2 separate regions of the Hordeum vulgare genome follow, and region 2 is linked to region 1. A link is a contact called in public Hi-C data. All regions are on one chromosome and are shown on one strand. Each heading gives the region's core, a stretch centred on a gene start, on an enhancer-like site or on the middle of the called end of the contact. The rest is flanking DNA. Distances are from core to core; before and after follow the strand shown.

What was found. A called contact is a pair of places that touch in the nucleus more often than the background predicts.
Region 2: a contact with region 1 is called in a Hi-C map of leaf, with 6 times the contacts expected there. The contact joins the promoter of LOC123409083 here to the promoter of LOC123406966 in region 1. A contact is called at or near these places in 3 of 6 Hi-C or Micro-C datasets (leaf and seedling) and 1 of 1 datasets of contacts at active chromatin or transcription factors (embryo).

What each region holds. Positions count from the first base shown.
Region 1 is chr7H:203,700,948-203,706,682 of MorexV3_pseudomolecules_assembly, reverse strand. LOC123406966 reads left to right here and starts at 3,201. Exons shown (of 5, transcript XM_045099983.1): 1 at 3,201-3,453; 2 at 3,584-3,754; 3 at 4,039-4,119; 4 at 4,346-4,484; 5 at 4,602-4,807. The coding sequence starts at 3,253. The coding sequence ends at 4,675. LOC123406965 (sulfite oxidase) reads right to left here. Exons shown (of 12, transcript XM_045099982.1): 11 at 5,625-5,735; 12 at 5,208-5,531. The coding sequence ends at 5,403.
Region 2 is chr7H:204,158,371-204,164,327 of MorexV3_pseudomolecules_assembly, reverse strand. LOC123409083 (65-kDa microtubule-associated protein 8) reads right to left here and starts at 1,534. Exons shown (of 11, transcript XM_045102069.1): 1 at 1,270-1,534; 2 at 978-1,181; 3 at 644-889; 4 at 349-567. The coding sequence starts at 1,353.

The sequences.
Region 1 (5,735 bases), core at 1,952-4,451:
CTGAGTCGCCTCGGAGGAGGCGACGCGAGGGAGCGGGGGGGGGGGGGGTATGAGCATAGAAACTTTAAATTTGATGCTTATTATCTCAGAAAGCACGCAATTAATTTAGGTGTTGGTAGGCAACTGTGGCTAGGAATACCTTATGCCTACTGTAGTTCATGTAAACATTGTTTTTAGGAGATTGCTATTTTTCATAATTCCGGTATTTAGCAACAAATCCACACTCGTCCAATGACGTTTATTTTCAATCCAATAACGAGGGTTGCATGGGATGTTTCGGTAGTAGATGAAAAAGTGGATTTTTAATTGATCTTAAGTGTGCATTCATGCATATAGAGACAAAAATGATGATGTCATCAAAGATTCCAACAAAATTTAAACTTCAAAATGTTTTGTAGCTCAAACCATTGCTTAGATTCAAAATCCGTTTTCACATAAAAAAATCGTCTCGACGAGACCTTCAAAACTAGATTCCATATTGATATGTTCTGACGACTTTTTTTATCTTCAAAAGTTACCATCTCTCGGATATCTAAGTTATCACATTTGTGCTACATAAGTTATCATCGTGGTTGCACTAAAGTTAAGGATACATGAAAAAAGAAATCCTCCAACCTTTTTTCATATGCACATGCATGCATGCATTAGAGGACAAAACTGATGACATTCTATATTTTTTTCAATTTGAAGATTCATAATTGATATGTAGCTCAAACCGTCGCTCTAATTAAAAAAAATCACAAAAGAAAAATCATCGCCACGAAATCTTGGAAACAAGACATATTGTTGATAACCCACGTACATAGCATATAATACATGCACAACATACTTGATAACCCACGTACAAGCACCGTGCTTATTTTGACATGGTTTTTTTTATTGAAACATCTCTCAATAATGTTGTGTGAATAACATGGTGATTAATGCACGGACCTGGTAACTTACATATAAACACCCTGATAACTCACACATCAGAGACCTGATAATTTACGTACCCTGGTCTTGATAACTTTGGTGTGTGTGGAGGGTGGTGATCAAGCATCCTTCGGTAAATTTTGTGTGAATGACATGGTAACTCACATATCGGAGACCTGATAACTTATGCACCTCAGTCCTGGTACTTTTCACGAGGGAGGGGTGATGAAATATACGCCCGGTAACTTTTATATGAATAGCACGGTAACTCACACATCATAGACCTATTACTAATGTACCCCAGTCTTGGTAAATTTAGTGATCAGGTGGGGTTGGTTGATGAAATATACCTCCGGTAACTTTTTGTGTGAATAGCAAGATAACTCACACATCGCAGACCTAATAACTTATGTACCACAATCCTGGTAACTTTGGCGACGGTGGTGAGGAGTGGGGGCTGTTGGTGAAATATACATCGGTAACTTTTTGCGTGAATATGATGATAACTCACACATCGCAAAGCTGATAACTTATGTACCCCAGTTCTGGTAACTTCGGCGACGATGGTGATGGGTGGGGGAAGGCTCTTGGTGAAATATAACCCCCAAGCCCCATGGTAACTTTTGTGGGAAAAGCATGGCAACTCACACATCGCAGACCTGATAACTTAGGTACAAACACCACGGTAAATTTAGACCCGAATAAAAAGTTTTTGAAACATACTCGATTACTTCTATGCAAATAGCACGGTAATATATGCATCACGGGCCATCAATTTTCCTCCTCTAGGCATGCGTGCATGTGCATGCAAAAAAGAATGATGGAGGAATCATTTTTATTCTCCCGCAAGTTATGTGTAGTCAACATGATAACTTACCTCAACTCACATGATAACTTGTGTAGCACACACATGTTAACTTTTTGCCCGAAAAAAAGTCATCGAAATATGCCAACATGGGATCTAGTTTAAAAGGCCTCGTCACGATGAATCTTTTATGTGAAAATATTTTTTTAATCAGAGCGGTGGTTTAAGCTATAAAGTATTTTGAAGTTTTAAAATAAAAAGAATCTTTTGTTGACATCATTTATTTTGTCTATTAATGTACATGCATGCATGAATCAGAATGAACGCGGTCTGCGTGCTTTTCCTCCAAGCAGCTTAATTGTAAGAAAAGTAGCTTACACGAAATGACGTACAAAGTGACTTTGCTTAATCATTGAAACAAAGACTTGAGATTGTGTTAGAATTAGGTGAAGATTAAAATGTATTTGCATGACAAATTGTTGTCATCTCTAAGTAGGACTTGAACTCTTGTATCCAATTAAGCTAGATTTGAACTCTTCATAATAAACATGGAATTATAAGATGCTGACAGGTCATGTTATTTATAGAGCAAATCTTTTGCACTATCACTCACACAACCTAGTGCAGTTGGTCGCCCCAAGGGATTGAATCGAATGGTGGCTAGTTCGAACTAAACCTGGGCATAGTCCGGGCCAGGCCGGGCTTTAAAAAAGCCCGAAAGGGAAAACTCATGCCCGAGCCCGGCCCGGCCCGGCCATCAGGCCTAACAAATCGGGCCCGAACCCGGCCCGAACATGCAAAGCCCGGTAAAGCCCCATAGGCCCGACCCGATCTAGGCTTAAAAAAATACATTTTGCAAGCCCGAGCCCGGCCCGGTCTGCTCTTTGGGCTTACTCTTCAGGCCCGAGCCCGACCCGATGGCACGATCAGGCCTGGCCTGGTCCGGGATTTTCGGGCTGGGTTGGGTCGGGTCGGGCTGCCCATGCCCACATGTAGTTCCAACCCCACTTCTCACATCTATTTTTGTCTAGGATTGCTGGTTCATTATTTTAAATTTTGTAAGGCTTTATGTAAAATGCCATGGAATCGTTTTTAATTAAAAACAGGACCATGGCTTTATTGGCTAAAATCTTAAGGGTGTTTGTGCAAAACAGCATGCCGGATTAAGAATAGCTATTTCTTTTATTAGTAGGTATAGATTATGCATTTTTTAGGGGAGAGGGTACTAGTTTCCTTTTTCTTTTCTTTTGAGAAAGGGAGAGGGGTACTAGTTATTTTTAGTTTTTAGTTTTTTGAGACAAACTTGTTATTTCTAGTGATTTCGATGAACCAGCCATTCTGCTAGTGGATGGGCCTGGTGCGCGAAATGGCCCTTCTTAGTGATCTCCGAGCTCTTCAGTTAAGGTCCATGGACTACTTTCAGCCCGCTAGCAATCGACATTCCTTCTCTGCTGCTACGCAGTCCTGTCTTCTGTCTGCCCATAGCCCATAGCCCATAGCGGGGCACGCGCGGCGGCATAACACGGCCGGCGATGGAGCACGGGACGTCATCGGCGGCGGCGGCGCTGTGGGGGCACGAGCACCTCCCGCTGCTGGCCCGCGCGCGCTCCAAGGACTCGGTAGAGTACATCCTGCAGGCCCTTTGGCGCACCCGCCGCACCGGCCTCGATGCCGCCGACCGCGCCATCGTCCGCGACATCCTCCAGCTCCCCTCCGACTCCGAGCTCGACCCCGTGCGTACCTACCCGCTTCTCATCTCTGCTCCCTCGTCCCCTTCCGCGCCGCCGCTTGCGCCGGGTGCGAGGCATTTACGCAAAGGCAGCTTGGCCCTGTGCTCAACGCCTGTACTTCTCTCTGTTGCAGCTCTTGGTGTGCCTCAGGATACTGACCCGCAGGTGCGTCCATGACAACATCGCGAAGGAGGAGATTCCGAAGCTTTTCCCCCAGGCGGTGCCGCCCGAGCTGCAGAGGCTGCTCACTTTGCTCCTGCAGAAGTTTCAGCCCGAGTGGCGAGAGGACACCTCGAAGGAACAGGTAATAATAGGGCGGAGCAGCGACGAGGGGCTGCATTGAAATGATGTAATCTGAAAACTACGCAATTAATCCAATTGTAGTTATCATAAGTTGTTCTGAAAGTTTCTGTAGTCATTTAATTTCACAAGTATCAGAGCCTCAAGCTGTTCAGTACTGGTCAATAGTTAGCATGTTCTTAGCTTTATCCTTTTGTTAATGTCTGTATAGTAATGTCAACACAAAATCTGATTGTTATTGTCTGAATCTTCTGTGGTTTCAGTTTAGTGTGATGCGTTATTTTGTAGGCATCCGCGGCGAATTCGGAAATAACAAAAGGCCATTTGAGTGAAAATCAAGACGTGTCAGAGCAACCAGCTACTACACAGGTTAGTTCAAACAATTGCTATCATGTGCTTTTGCATAAATGCCTTGCCATTTTGCTGGAAGTTACTTGATTTGTAAGATGCTTATTATCCTTCTGTTTGTGAGAGGAGTTCATTGATTGGTCTGTGATGCTCTCCATTAGGAGAACCATTTCAGTAGTTTTGGGGGTACAATCAAGATATATTGGATGAAAGGTGTAATTAGTATGGAACATCATCTTCCGTGCAGCCTCACTGTGGTACATCATCAGCAAAGTTCTCTTCTGAATCAGGAGAGAAAGAATGGAAGCTCCCGTTAGCTAAGGATTCTTTGGACAAAATGCTCAAGGATATATACCCAATCAGGGGCGAAGTGTCAAGCGCTGTGAGTAATGATTCTTTACACAAATGTAGAGCGTTGGCTGATATATTTTCCGTTTCGCAATTCAACGTTTTTTGCAGACTTGCAGTGAGTAATATCAATTGTTTCTAACCATCTTTTGCAGGGCAATACCAACAGGGGGCATGGAGAAGCAGCAAGAAGCACTTAGGAAAGGATGATTCTGCTTCCTCTTTTTAGGGCATTTTTCATCAGCATTATTTACATGATAGTAAGATCGTTGATGTGTAACATTTATGGCGAGGCACATGTGTAGGACGAATAATGTCCTTACAGGGAGAGCTTTAGCATTTATAGGTAAGCATATGTAAATTCACTGGTAGTATCTTTTCCCCTCTGTCCCATAATATAAGAGCCTTTTTGACACTACACTAGTATAAAAAATGTTCTTATATTATGAGATGGAGGGGGTATTTTTTTTACTAAATCATTGGTACTTCCAGTGCCACTGTAGCTGCACGCATGAGCCTTTGCATAGACGAGGGGCAGATCACGTCTTTACGACTGGAATTATTGTGTTCTTTATCAGACAAGAATTATCCCCAGAGTTGATGGCAACACAGGCAATAAGCATAGCGGGCATGCTGTAAAACAACCCAATTGAAGAAATAGGACCACTAAGCAATTAACACGCCTGCTGTCATGCCCAAAAATTGTGGTTCATCCTCAATGGTGAGACACTCTTAAAGTACTTTGCTGAAAGACACATTCGTAACACATGAGGCACGACAATTTCCTCATATCAGATCAACCAACACAAGCAGTTATTTATAACACTTGTATAAATCAACACAGTTCCATGACATGGTCTATATGGAAATCGCAGAAATTAAGCTGCAGTAGCTTATTATTTGGAGATATCATGGACCAGCGTGCTGATTGTTCTAGGCACATCAACATACTTGCTTCACATTTTGGATCTAGATACGCAGGATGAATTTTGTATTTTGATCCGATGCCAAGATGTGTTGAGGATTCCTCTCAGGTTCCATATGTCCTCCACTTTTTCGGGTTGGATGTTTGCGGCCGAGTCCACCTGTTGTCCACAAGGCGCATTTTTTCAGACTTATTAATCTAGTAAGCAACAAAATAGTGAAACAGTAATGCACCAGCGATGCATTTAACTTACCGCCTTAGCTAATATCTCGGCATTTGGTGGTATGTCCAATGTAGCCTCGAAGAGAACCCATGCCCACTTGTCGCTTTGAGCTCCATCAGAGACGTATGGCACATTGCTTTT
Region 2 (5,957 bases), core at 285-2,784, 460 kb before region 1:
TAGGTAGTTCTGAAAATTCTATGTTGTGTGGGATATGTTTGAAACTAGGAAAATCACTAACATTGGAATGCTACAATAATATGTGTGGGATATGTTTTGACGCTTTGGCAGTTATGTTTTGTGTCTTTTGCTATCACTAGTAATCGTGTACGTGCAATGCACGCTAATATTAGGGCAATATATTAATTACATTCCAAATTAATACTCCTTCTGTTCCATATACTAGTTGTCGCTCAAACGGATGTATCTAGACGTACTAGATACATCCATTTGAGCGACAACTAATATGGAACAGAGGGAGTATTTGACAAGATATTAGTTGCAAATTGATATTACGCAGGACATAACCTTTTCGAGTCTGTGGTTCTTCTCTTCTTTAAGCTGCTGGACCATAGTATTGAGCTTGTTAAGGATGTCGTCACTGATGTTCTTTTTCTGTTGTTCATTTGCTCCAATTAGCAAGCTGGGGTGAACACTAGCAAGAACGTTTGAGGGATCCATCCCCATAATCTTTGAGAAATTGCAAATCAGAACTTTATACTCTTCAACTTTGCACAGGCGATCACCCTGAAATAAAATAAAATCTGGTTGGTATGTGAGATGACCAGGACGGTTGTAGCACAAGTTTTCCGGTTTTATGTACCTTTTCTCTTTTAAGTCTTTGCAGGTCACTTTGGTGCTCCTCAAGTTTCTTGAGCGACAAATCATCTTCATTTACTGTGACAACTTCATTCTCTGAGCGCCCTGCTATTTCGGAGGCGATTCTCTCAACTTCAGCCTGAACCTCTGTGAACTGTTTTAGTCTGGCTTCTTTCTTCATTTGCATCTCTTGCAGGGCTGGTGTGATGGAATTCAGCTGCTCCTTTAGAGTGCCGTTCATTTTCTCAGGCTGCAGAAAGAAAATTCAGGTTAGTTTTCTTTAACGCCCCCCTTGTGAATGTGATTCAGTGGTAAAGCCTTTGGGTCGAGAGTCATACCCGGCCTGGGAATGATCTTTCTCCGAGGGAAAGAAGTAGGTTGGTAAATTCTGCTTCAGATTCAGCCAATGCTTGATGCAGTTGAATCCGCAACATGTTAGCACTATTTACTTTTCTCCTGTAAACTTCCTGGCACTCCTGCTCCAACTCTTCCAGTATTCTTTCCCTCTCGTTTTCTTCTTGTCCAACCTCGTCCCATATCATCTGGCACCATATGGAGTTTGACAAAGCATAAGAACACCACATGATCATCTCTTGTGCAAGAGAAATTGGGGAGGAGAAATTTGTGCACCTTTAGTTCTTGAAGCAAGTAGGTAGATGAGGACTCGGGCAGAGCCAGGCGCTGAGCTGTTCCAGCCGTCCTGAGTGACCCCATTGCAAGAACTTCCGACAATCTCGAGGTAAAATAAAAAAAACGCGGGAGCAACCCAAATGGGCGTGCTACTCCTACTTGCTTAGAGCCTGCATTAGAGGGCTGAGAGATGTGTAAGTAGTGAGTGGATGGACGCTGCGAGTGGCTTTAGATGCTGGTTTTGCTTGCAAGACAAGTAGCACGCCTGTGGTAGGTGTCGCCATGAGATGAGCCAAAGCCTGAAGCTTTTGGTACAAGGCTTTTAGTTGCTTTGTTGCTTCTTTATATATTTTCTTGGTCGCTGGCCTCCGTATTTTCAAGCTCGGCAGGTATTGTCTACTCGCACCTTTCCTTTTTTTTTTCTTTCGTTCACGCGTCGCATTGAAACGAAAAGATGAGTGTTCCAAATCACAGTGATGGTGCTCTGCATCCATCCTCATTGGACTGAGTCCAGCGGGCTCTCTGTCGGCGCCGAGCTTGCAGCTGAAGAAGCCGAGCGCACAAATGGGTGCTGCTTTTTGGGACATGCGGATTGCTTTGAGAACGAAAGGGTTACCCGGTGGTTACTGGCTGGTACACCTGAAAGTAATGGGCCAATTGCTCACACCATTAATCGAGTAACTTAATATGCAGGTAAACGTTGTGGTTTCCTGCCCATGTAAGTTGCTATTTCCGGCCACGTGGTATCTTCTCCGGCCGGCTGCCTGCCTGGTTCTCTCTGTCCCTTGTAACGTCTTAACGGCCTGCGGCTCTATTTGTGGATCGCTGAATTTTCCGGCATCCACTTATTTTTCCACGTGAATTTCAGTCTGAAACGGCAGCTGTGGTGCTATATGTTGTCATGCCGTGCCTTTGTTTCTTTTTGGTGTTGGCATGTCACCTCGCATTTGTGGAACTCGCAGTCAGCGAGGTGTGTATAACGACGTCCCATCTCTCGGGCTAGCTTTGTAGGCTACCAGGTTCGGTTCATAGTGCTAAAGATTGTTCGGAAATTCTATCCGGTATTTCCTCCAGTGCGGTGCGCTAAAATTCTAAAGTTCGGGCGACGAACCGGACATCAGGTGACTGAGGTGAGGATGTCGGCTCACTGGAATGCCGTGAGTAGTGTAGGACGGTTGGTGGGTAGGCTACCTGTTATGACCGGCTTGGTCTATAGCCGGTAGAGGCCCACCGGGCGTTAATATTAGAGGCTTGGCCCGCAAGTTATCTTAGGCAAATTATTTTAGGAAAGTTATCTTAGGCTCGAGTTATAAATACTAGTTGTAAGACATCAATTGAGATCAAGCAATAAAGATATTATCTTCTGTTGCCCGGCTCCCCAAGGAGCCGGAACCCTAGCCACCGCCGTGCCCAACCCTAGCCGCGACGAAATGTCCGATCTTATTCCAAAATATAAGGTCTTCATGAAGGTCTGTCTTGTTTCAGGAATATAGGTACCGAAGTTCAATAGCAACGCCCTCTCGCCGGCGCGCCCGCTCCAGCCCTCGCTCCCCTCCTCCTTGCCCATACAATCTACGCCGGAGGCCCGGTAGGAACCATAGTCCTACCAATTTGGTATCCAGAGATTCCAGGTTGATCATGTCGCTCACTCCACCACCGTCGCCGCAAACCACCACCACCGCCCCGCCGCCGCAAACCACCACCACCGCCCCGCCGCCGCTGCCGATCACGTCCGGGACCGCTCCCTCGCCAGCGCCGATCATCACCACGGTGGAGCCGCTCCCCATCCTCTCGCCCGAGGCGATGTCGGGCACCCTGCGGGAGCTCGTCCAAGCGGTTCGAGGCATCAGCCTCTACCTCGCTGGGACCCAACCCCCGCCGCCGAGCGTCGCCCACACTGCCTACGGGCCGCCGCCGCTGCCGTGGGCCACCCCGGCCTTCCAGCCGCCCTACGGAGGGGCGCCGCCGCCGCCGCAGCTGCTGCTGCAGCACTACCCCGCCGCGGGCACCCCATGGCTGGTGTGGCCGGCCACCACCGCGCCGCTGGGGGGGCCTCCCCACCAGTTTCTACCGGCCACCACAGCGCCGGCTACGGCCCAGCACCACCAGCCGCCGCCGCCATCGACAGCAGCACCACCAGCGCCCCGACCCACCGGTCGGCCCCTGCACCAGGTGCAGTTTCCGCCATCGCCATCGCCGCTTCCCGCGTGGGCAGCCGGATCATCTTCGGGCCCGGTCTATACCACGGCACCGGAACACCCGGCGCCCTCTCTGCCGTTCGAGCGGTCCTCCAGCTCGGCGCCCTACGCTCCGGCGCTTCCCGACCCGGCGTACACGATGCCATCGACAGCCGCAGCTACCGGACACGGCGATCCGACACCCCCTCGGTTCGCTAAGCTGAACTTCACCACTTACGAGGGCACGGAAGACCCCCTCAACTGGCTCAACCAGTGCGAGCAGTTCTTTCGGGGGCAGCGGACGCTCGCGTCGGATCGCACCTGGCTCGCGTCCTATCATCTCCGTGGCGCTGCACAGACTTGGTACTACGCCCTCGAGCAGGACGAGGGCGGCATGCCACCATGGGATCGATTTCGCGAGCTCTGCCTTCTCCGGTTTGCCCCCCCATCCGTGGCAGCCGACTGACAGCCCTCGGACGCTTACCGTTTACATCCACGGTCCAGGACTACGCCGACCGATTCCAAGCCCTGGCGTGCCACGCGCCAGGCGTATCCGCGACTCAGCGCGCTGAGCTCTTTGTGGGTGGTCTACCGGACCATATTCGCGTGGATGTTGAGCTCCGGGAACCCCCCGACCTTCAGTCCGCCATGTACTACGCCCGGGCCTTCGAGCAGCGGGCCCAGGCACTGCAGCAACCGCCCGGACGGGGCGGCCGCCAGCTCAGTCGACCCGCGCCGAACCTACCAGCACCGGGCCGGCCTCCGCCAGCCGCGGCGGCCGCACCCCCGGCCGCCACACGGACCTTCCGCCGGTTGTCCCCGGCCGAGCAGCAGGAGCGTCGACGTCAGGGTCTCTGCTTTAATTGCGATGAGCCCTACACGCCGACACATGTCTGCCCCCGCCTCTTCTACTTGGAGACGGTCGACTACACCGAGGCGGACGAGACGACCGACGCACCACCGCCACCGGCGGCAACTGGGGACACGGCCGCATATTCTACGGCGACGGCATGCGTCGTCTCTCTCCACGCCCTAGCCGGCATCCATGCTGAGCGGACCATGTTGCTGCCGGTGACGCTCCATGGCGAGCAGCTGGTGGCCCTGTTGGATACGGGCTCCACTCATAACTTCCTGCCCGAGGCAACCATGCGTCGTCTAGCTATTCCGACAACAGGCGGGGAGCGCCTTCGGATCACGGTGGCCAACGGTGACCGCCTCCAGTGTCATGGACTCGCCCGCAACGTTCCCATCACCATCGGGGGCGAACACTTTTCCATTACCTATGCAGGCATCGACCTCGGCTGCTTCGACTTCATCCTCGGTGTGGACTTTCTCCGGACCCTCGGGCCCATCGTGTGGGACTTCGACGCGCTCACGATGACATTCTGGCGGCTGGGCCGCAAAATCCGGTGGGACGGCATTGGGGGCGCTACGCCAGCCGTGCCACATCTCCAGCTGGCCGCTGCATCCTCCGAGGCCGAGCACCCTCTGCTGGATCCCCTTCCGCAGCAGCATAGCACCCTCTTCGACGAGCCACGGGGACTTCCACCTGCTCGGGTGTACGACCATCGCATTCACCTTGTGCCGGGCTCCACTCCCGTGGCGGTGCGGCCTTACCGCTACCCTCAGCTACAGAAGGATGAGTTGGAGAGACAATGTGCCCTTATGCTCGCAGCGGGCATCATCCGGATCTCGACGTCACCCTTCTCCGCGCCGGTGCTTCTCGTCCGCAAGACAGACGGCACGTGGCGTTTCTGCATCGACTACCGCGGCCTGAACGCGCTCACGCTCAAGGACAAGTTCCCGATACCGGTGGTCGACGAGCTCTTGGATGAGCTTCATGGGGCGCGCTTCTTCACCAAACTCGATCTCCGGTCGGGCTATCACCAGGTGCGTATGCATCCGGACGACATCGCCAAGACGGCGTTTCGCACCCACCATGGCCACTTCGAGTTCTTGGTGATGCCTTTCGGCCTCGCCAATGCCCCGGCGACCTTCCAGGCCCTGATGAACGACGTTCTGCGACCCTACTTACGGCGGTTTGTGCTTCTTTTCTTTGATGATATTCTTATCTTCAGCGCCACCTGGGCCGAGCACCTCCAGCACGTCGCCATCGTCTTTAACGAGCTTCGGGCGCACGACCTCCACCTTAAGCGCTCGAAGTGCTCGTTCGGGACACCTACCGTTGCCTACCTCGGCCATGTCATCTCGGCCGACGGGGTGGCTATGGACGCCGACAAGGTGGCAGCTGTCTCCGCCTGGCCGACGCCTCACTCGCCGCGGGCTCTCCGCGGGTTCCTCGGCCTCGCAGGATACTACCGAAAATTTATCCGGGAGTTCGGGCTCATCGCGACACCTCTCACGCGGCTGCTCCGCCGCGATGCTTTCGCCTGGGACGACGAGGCGACAACGGCATTCGAGGCCCTCAAAGGGGCCCTCATGACGGGTCCCGTCCTCCAGATGCCCGACTTCGATCGCCCGTTCGTGGTGGACTGTGACGCTTCGGGCGCG